Regions from separate parts of the Macaca mulatta genome. Here region 2 is linked to region 1. Evidence: chromatin contacts called from public Hi-C data. All regions are on one chromosome and are shown on one strand. Each heading gives the region's core, a stretch centred on a gene start, on an enhancer-like site or on the middle of the called end of the contact. The rest is flanking DNA. Distances are from core to core; before and after follow the strand shown. Region 1 holds the start of CARM1 (coactivator associated arginine methyltransferase 1). Region 2 holds the start of TIMM29 (translocase of inner mitochondrial membrane 29).

Region 1 (3,755 bases), core at 388-2,887:
CCACTTTGCTCTGTTCAGGACAGAGTTGGCTACCAATGCTTGCCCAGTGAATAGGTTTTGCTTATGATCTGGGGTTCTGCTGAGCTGAGTGTCTGCCTAGAACTCTGAAATACCCTCCTTCCCTCTTCTCATCTGGGTCAAGAAGACCCAGGCTCTGCCCCAGCAAAAAGGGACGGCACCCTCGGGTGGCAGACACAACTCCTTTAGTCCACGTTTTCAAAGTCGAGGTGCAGGGAAAACCCAGTGTGAACGGACTGCTCCTCGGGCTTTCCTTTAATCGGGCTGTTCCCAAAGTGGCAAAAAATTCACACAGGACCCAAGCCAGCTAGAGGCCTCCTGAGGGGTTCCCCGGGGCATCAGTGCAAGAAGCCCCGAGAGACAAAGCCAAATGACACAGAGTAGCAAAATGTGAACGAGGAATCAAAGAAAACAGATAAGAAAAGGAGTAACAAGAAGAATGAACTACAAAGACTGGGAGCGGGGGTGGGGGGTGCTGGCAAACACATTTGTGATTTTCTTTCCCCCATAGTGAAATGTCAGTTTTGAAAGCAGCTTCGGAAAATGTAACCAGCTTCTCACATCCCCCAAAAGAAGACGGGAGGAGGCTGTTACCCCTTGCTTCGAAGCCCGGCATCAGGAAGGGGCCCGTCCCGTCCACGTTTCCACGAGGAGCTCATCCTGCGTCTCCCACCGTCCTCGCATAGGCCCTCTCCTCAGGTCCCTAAGTTTCCCACTCAGGGGTCCTGAACACCACGCCTCGCACAGCGGTGGAACTCGGTCCTCCCGGGCGCCACAGACCAGCGAACACTTTCCGACCGTCCTGAGCTATCCAGGGGGTCCCCAGAGGGATCCCGGGCCGCCCACGCCCCACCCTCCTCCCTGCAGAGGCGGCCACACCCGCCCCCGAGACACCCACCTCTCCCGCACCCCGGGCCTCCCTCCCCCACGCTTAAGCCCCCCACGCCTGGCGTCCTCCAAATTCCCCTTCCACTCAGAGCCCCCCACTTCCTGCCCACCCATCCCTCCCAAATCTCTGGCCCCTCACTCCCCATTTCGCGCTTCCCTGCTCACTCTGGGCACCTCGCCCCTCCAGCCACCAAGCACGCCCTCTTTTCTCTGTCCCCTGGCACCGGCCCTCCACGCTCCCTCCCTGCGGGCCACCGGCTCGGCCCCAGGGACCCCACGCCAGGCCCCCGCGCTCAGGGCCCCTCCCCGCCGGCCCCCGCCCCGGGCCGGCCTCGTGCGCAGCCCCGGCCCTGCGCCCGCCCCGGGGCCCCGTACTCACGGCTGTAGAGGGCGATGCCCGCCGCGTCCGGGCCAGCGCGCACCTCGAGGCGCAGCGCCTGCTGCTCCGCGTGCCGCTGGATCTCGCCGTTCGCGTCGCCGATGGTGAGGAGGCGGGCGCCGGGGAACACCGACACGGCCGCGCAGGGCCCCGCGCCGCCCGGGACCGCCGACCCCGCGCCGCCCGCGCCCGGCCCCACCGCCGCCGCCGCCGCTGCCATCTTAGATCCGGCTCCAGGCCCCGCCGCCGCCGCCGCTGCGCCCGGGCCCAGGCCGCCGCCGCTGCCGCCGCCGCTACCGCCGCCGCTGCCGCCGCCGCCGTGCAGGCCGAGGCCGAGGCCGAGCCGGGCAGCGCCGCCTGCCGGCCACGCGCCGCCTCACCGCCGCCGCTGCCGCCGCCACCGCCACCGTCGCCGCGACCCGGCCCCGTGGCGCAGCGCCCCCTGCTGGCCGCCCTCGGTGCGGGGAGCTAGTGAGCGAGCGAGAGGGCGCCCCGTGGGGCGGGACCGGCCTCGCCCCGCCCCGCGAGAACGGTCGCCGCTTTGTGAGGTGGCTCCACCGCCCGGGAACTGCGGGGCGGGAGGGTACGTCGGGGGCGGTGCTCGGGCGCGAGGACACGCCCCTCGGAAGACTGGGCCCCGCCCCCAGGCTGGCGCCTCATTAACGGCTGCTTTCGATTGAGGCTGTGCTGGAATGGCGGGGGCGGTGCTCGGTCGCGCGAACACGCCCTGGGCCCCGCCCCGCAGGAGCAGCCGCGCTTCGTGATGCGGCTTCCCTGCCCCGACATGGACACGCCCCTGAGACCGGGCCCCGCCCCTCGCGCCCTCTCGGCTTTGTGAGGCAGCCCGCAGGGAGGCGGGGCCCAGCCGCGACGAGGCCCCGCCCCCGTACCTGTCCGCGCCCTCCCACCCGGACTCGCTTTGTCAGGCGCCCCGCTCTGGGGACGGGCGGGGGAAAAGGCGTGGCCAGCGCCCGGGACACGCCCCCACCCCTTGGCCCCAACCTCTTACCCCGGCCCCGCGCACCGACCATTTCCGATGAGCCCTGGCCTCCAGGCGCAACCTGAGCCGGGTTGAAAGGACACCTCCCCGACACTCGACCGATCCTCCTCCCTTCCCCATCATCTCTGCCCACACTCCCTTCTTAATCCTTAATGTTTGTCTCCTTTCGCACAAGATATCCTTTGACCTCCTCCCCTCTGAGCCCCTCCTCCAACATTGCTGAGTCCCGCCGGGCCAGGCGCAGGGCCCCTCTCCCACCACACGAACCCGTCTTCTCTCCGCATCCCCCTTCATTTTGGGTGACTCCATCCCTTTTGGGCTTGGGCCACTTCCCAGCCCCAGCTTTAACTCTTCCCTAGACCTCATTTACGCCTCATTCTTTTTTTCTTTTTTTGAGACGGAGTCTCGCTCTGTCGCCCAGGCTGCAATGCAATGGCTCCATCTCGGCTCACTGCAACGTCCACCTCCTGGGTTCCAGTGATTCTCCTGCCTCAGCCTCCCGAGTAGCTGGTACTACAGGCATTTTTTAATTTTTAGTAGCGACGCCCAGCAATTTTTTAATTTTTAGTAGAGACGGGGTTTCACCATGTTGGTCAGGCTGGTCTTCAACTCCTGACTTCAGGTGATCTGCCCGTCTCGGCCTCCCAAAGTGCTGAGACTACAAGCATGAGCCACTGTGCACGGCCCCTTTTGTTTTTTTTTTGGTTTTGTTTTTTTTTTTTGTTTTTTGAGACGGAGTCTTGCTCTGTCGCCCAGGCTGGAGTGCAGTGGCCGGATCTCAGCTCACTGCAAGCTCTGCCTCCCGGGTTTATGCCATTCTCCTGCCTCGGCCTCCCGAGTAGCTGGGACTACAGGCGCCCGCCACCTTGCCCGGCTAGTTTTTTTGTATTTTTTTTTTTTTTTTTTTTTGAGACAGAGTCTCGCTGTGTCGCCCAGGCTGGAGTGCAGTGGCCGGATCTCAGCTCACCGTAAGCCCCACCTCCCGGGTTTACGCCATTCTCCTGCCTCAGCCTCCCGAGTAGCCGGGACTACAGGCGCCCGCCACCTCGCCCGGCTAGTTTTTTGTATTTATTAGTAGAGACGGGGTTTCACCGTGTTAGCCAGGATGGTCTCGATCTCCTGACCTCGTGATCCGCCCGTCTCGGCCTCCCAAAGTGCTGGGATTACAGGCTTGAGCCACCGCGCCCGGCCCCCCTTTTGTTTTTTGAGACAGGGTCTCACTGTGTTGCCCAAGCTGGAGTGCAGTGGTGCCATCACAGCTTACTGCAGCCTCGACCCCCTGGGCTCAAGCAATCCTCCCGCCTCGGCCTCCCAAAGTGCTGGAATTATAGGTGTGAGCCACTGCGAGGGGCCCTCATTCTCCTTCATGTCCCTCCACCCCTACGCCCTTGTCATTCCACCTCCTAAACCCTCTAATCCAAGTACTGTTGCAGAGACCCCGGCATGGCACTGCTGCACTCCCCACACCCC
Region 2 (3,940 bases), core at 232-2,731, 57 kb before region 1:
CAGATCACAGAATAAAAACATTTCAGCTCAAATTTTATTTAGTTAATTATTATTCTTTTTTTGTAGCGTCGGAGTCTTGCTATGTTACTCGGGCTGGCCTCAAGCGATCCTCTTGCCTCAATTTGGAAAATGCTGGGATTACAGACGTGCATCACCACGCCAGGCCACAACCCAAACTTTAAAAAGAGAATCTAAGTGGTCTTAGAAGAGTTTGCAAGTCACCTGACCACTGTGGTACCTCCTTAAGGAGGGCCTCTGAGGCCCAATGAAAAAGGCTTATATAAAAGGCTCATGACCAGCTCTGCCAGTGATGAACATGTGTCAAGTCGTTCTGCTGTCCCAACTCCTGGACCAAGGTGGCTCGGAATTAGCTTCAGCTAATAAAGAACAAAGACGGGGGGCAGAAAGGCTCCCCAAACTTGCGCAAATCCAGTGAGAAAACACTTTGCACATCATCTGTCTCAGTTGTTCTGCAGGTGAGGCACACTCACAGCTGCACTACCCCAGGCAAGCAGTTTGCCAGGACTCGGGGGCCTCCGGGTTTCATCTCGGGGCCTCCGCCTGCACCAGCGAGTGGGCCTGGCTCAGGGCGAGCCTGTCCTTTTTTTCCTTCTGCAAGACCTGCTCCTCCCACAGCGCCTGGTCCACCTGATCGTCGGTGAGCACGACAGGCTTGTACTTCTCATCGAAGAGCCGCTCGTTGGTCTCGGAATGCAGCTGCTGGGGCCCGACCACCCGCAAATGCGCCGGCAGGTGCAGGAATTCGTCGTCGTTGATGTCGCAGTCGCGCATCCGGGCCCCCAGCACCCACCAGCGACCCACGAAGCCCACGTCCAGGACCCGGCCGGGGAAGTCGGTCCAGCGGGGCTGCAGGTAGCGGCAGCGCGCCTGGTAGAGGCTGGCCTGGGCGTCGAAGGGCGCCTCGTACACCAGGGAGCAGAGCCCTAGGTTGACGTGGCGCAGGCGGCCACGGCCCCGCAGCCAGAGCAGCCGCTGCACGAAGGCTTCGGACTCGCGGTTGCGGGTGGCCGGCGCCAGCAGCAGGAGGGTCCCCGACGCCTCCAGCAGCGCCTCCTCGAAAGCACCCTCGCTAGGCGCCAGCGTGAAGCAGGCCGCCGCGCCGCCCAGCAGCCCCACATACACGGCCGCGCGCCCCGGCCGGGCACTAGCCTCCGCCGCCGCGTCCCTGCAGGCCTCGGCGTAGTCCCGGAACAGCGCGCGGGCCCAGGACCCTGAGGGGAGAGGAGCGCGGTAAGAGTGATCTGGCAGCGGCGGCCACTCACCCTGCCGCCTTCCGCCGCTACTCACCCAGCCGCGCCCACACTCCCGGCTTCGCCGCTGCAGCGTCGCCCGCCTCTGCGCGGCGCCGGGACCAAAATCTCCTCAGAGCCGCCGCGGCCATCCTCTTCCGTCTTGGGGGTCCTTGCTCCGGAAAGAAACTCTTGATACCCGAAGTTAAAAGCCCGGGAGGCGCTTCTGCGCAAGCGCCAACTTTACCGGAAGTGGCTTCCCAGCGGGAAAGGATAGAAAGAGGACCGGCGCCGGATGTTGCTGTCCGGTCCGAGTCGGGTAGATTCTGACGGGTAGGCCAGCTGCGCAGTCGCAGAGAGCCCCAGCCACGCCGGCCCAGGTGGCCTCCGGTGAGGAGGGCGGAGCGCACCTGTGGCGACGGGGCGACGAGTTCAAGCTTCCGTGGGTGCAGCTGGCCGCCAGGTAGGGCTGGGGGCCGAGGGACCGGCGTGCGGGCGTGGGGGGAGCGTGCCTGACCGGTCTCTGTCCTCAGCGAGGGATGCGGAGACGCCCCTGAACGACCATGGCATCGGCTGACGAGCTGACCTTCCACGGTGAGTGCGGCCCCGACGAGGCCGGATCTCCTACTCCCGCCCCTTGCCAGAACCTACCCCCCATGCGGCTTCCAACTTCTCTACCCCGAACCCTAGGCGGCTGTGAACCCTGACCCAGGAGGGAGACCCATCCCTGACCCGAACCCCGCCCCCACCCTGAACTCAGACCTCAAACCCGAGCCTCATGTCTCCAGACCCTGACCCCATCCCAGGGCCAACCCTAAGTTGCAGTTCCACTTTAGGAGGAAGGGAACAGACGCCCTCCGGATGCCTCCAAACTGAGGAAGTTGGGCCCCCCACCTTGGGGGAGATCAGTGGCTTAGCAGAGCCTCCGCTCCCAGATGAGCATTGACTTGGCTGGAGCCCAGTCGAATTCTTTCCACCCCTCAAGCGTGCGTGTGTCCCATGTCCCTGCTCCACAGAATTCGAGGAGGCCACTAATCTTCTGGCTGAGACCCCAGATGCAGCCACAACCAGCAGAAGTGATCAGCTGACCCCACAAGGGCACGTGGCTGTGGCCGTGGGCTCAGGTGGCAGCTATGGAGCCGAGGATGAGGTGGAGGAGGAGAGTGACAAGGCCGCGGTGAGTCCCTGTGTCCTGCCTCTGTGCAGCTCCCAGCTGATCCACGCTGTCGGGGCAGGCGCTGAATGCCCGCAATGTGCAGCTCCTGCAGGAGAAGCAGCAGCAGCAGCCCGGATTCTGGACCTTCAGCTACTATCAGAGCTTCTTTGACGTGGACACCTCACAGGTCAGGCCTGGGGAGGCAGGTGAGGTGGGGCTCAGAGTTATGCTCAGGGTTCAGCCACACTTTCCCTGGGCAGGGTGCTGGTGATGGCGAGTGCGGGTGAAGGAACTGTGGTGCTCTCAAAGGGTTATGGTGGGACTGGTTATGGATCGGGACTGTAGGAACACAGGGGACACACACAATCTCGTGGGTTAGAGGAAGACCTCGTGGAGGACGTGAGGAATTGGCTGAAACCTAAAGGAGAAGGAACGCTTCCTGGGGAATGGGGGAGGGGAGCTGAAGTATGTTCCAGGCAAAGGGAACAGCATATGCAGAAGATCAAAGATGGGCTGGGGGCAGTAGCTCCCCGCCTGTAATTCCAGCACTTCGGGGGACTGAGGTGGGCAGATCACCTGAGCTCAGGAGTTCAAGACCAGCCTGGCTAACATGGTGAAACCCCATCTCTACTAAAAATACAACAAAATCAGCCAGGCTTGGTGTTGAGGCCCTGTAATCTCAGCTACTCTGGAGGCTGAGGCAGGAGAATCGCTTGAACCTGCGAGGCAGAGGTTGCAGTGAGCCGAGATCACGCCAGTGCACTCCAGCCTGGGCAAAAAGAGTGAGACTCTGTCTCAAAATAAATAAATAAATAAAATAAAAATACAAAAATTAGACCGGGCGTGGTGGCTCATACCTGTAATCCCAGCACTTTGAGAGGCCAAGGCAGGCAGATCACGAGGTCAAGAGATCGAGACCATCCTGGCTAACACGGTGAAACCCCGTCTCTACTAAAAATACAAACAAATTAGGGTGTGGGTGCAGGCGCCTGTAGTCCCAGCTACTTGGGAGGCTGAGGCAGGAGAATGGCGTGAACTCGGGAGGCGGAGCTTGCAGTGAGCCAAGATGGCGCCACTGCACTCCAGCCTGGGCGACAGAGTGAGACTCTGTCTCAAAAAACCAAACCAAAACAAAACAAAACAAAAATACTAAAATTAGCCAGGTGCAGTGGTTGGGCACCTGTAATCCTAGCACTTTGGGAGGCCGAAGTGGTGGATCACTTGAGGTCAGGAGTTGGAGACCAGCCTGGCCAACATGGTGAAACCCCATCTCTACTAAAAATACAAAAATTAGCCAGGCATGGTGGCGCATGGCCTGTAGTCCCAGCTACTCAGGAGGCTGAGGCATGAGAATCGCTTGAATCTGGGAGGCGGAGGTGGCAGTGAGCCAAGATCATGCCACCGCATTCCAGCTGGGAGGACAGAGTGACACTCCATCTCAAAAAGAAAAAGGGGGCTGGGGCTGGGCGCAGTGGCTCACGCCTGTAATCCCAGCACTTTGGGAGGCTGAGGTGGGCATATTACCTGAGGTCAG

What was found. Hi-C and Micro-C count contacts between places; a contact is called where the count stands out from the background.
Region 2: a contact with region 1 is called in a Hi-C map of fetal cortex germinal zone, with 2.4 times the contacts expected there. The contact joins the promoter of TIMM29 here to the promoter of CARM1 in region 1. A contact is called at or near these places in 5 of 14 Hi-C or Micro-C datasets (blood, cortical neurons, fetal cortex germinal zone and 2 more).

Annotation. Positions count from the first base shown.
Region 1 is chr19:11,606,755-11,610,509 of T2T-MMU8v2.0, reverse strand. CARM1 (coactivator associated arginine methyltransferase 1) reads right to left here and starts at 1,637. Exons shown (of 15, transcript XM_028839835.2): 1 at 1,286-1,637. The coding sequence starts at 1,505.
Region 2 is chr19:11,663,887-11,667,826 of T2T-MMU8v2.0, reverse strand. TIMM29 (translocase of inner mitochondrial membrane 29) reads right to left here and starts at 1,481. Exons shown (of 2, transcript NM_001194256.3): 1 at 1,309-1,481; 2 at 239-1,232. The coding sequence starts at 1,402. The coding sequence ends at 544. YIPF2 (Yip1 domain family member 2) reads left to right here and starts at 1,599. Exons shown (of 9, transcript XM_077977432.1): 1 at 1,599-1,713; 2 at 1,784-1,844; 3 at 2,267-2,427; 4 at 2,510-2,593. The coding sequence starts at 1,814. It overlaps LOC144336674 (a long non-coding RNA gene), which reads left to right. Exons shown (of 2, transcript XR_013408932.1): 2 at 1-400.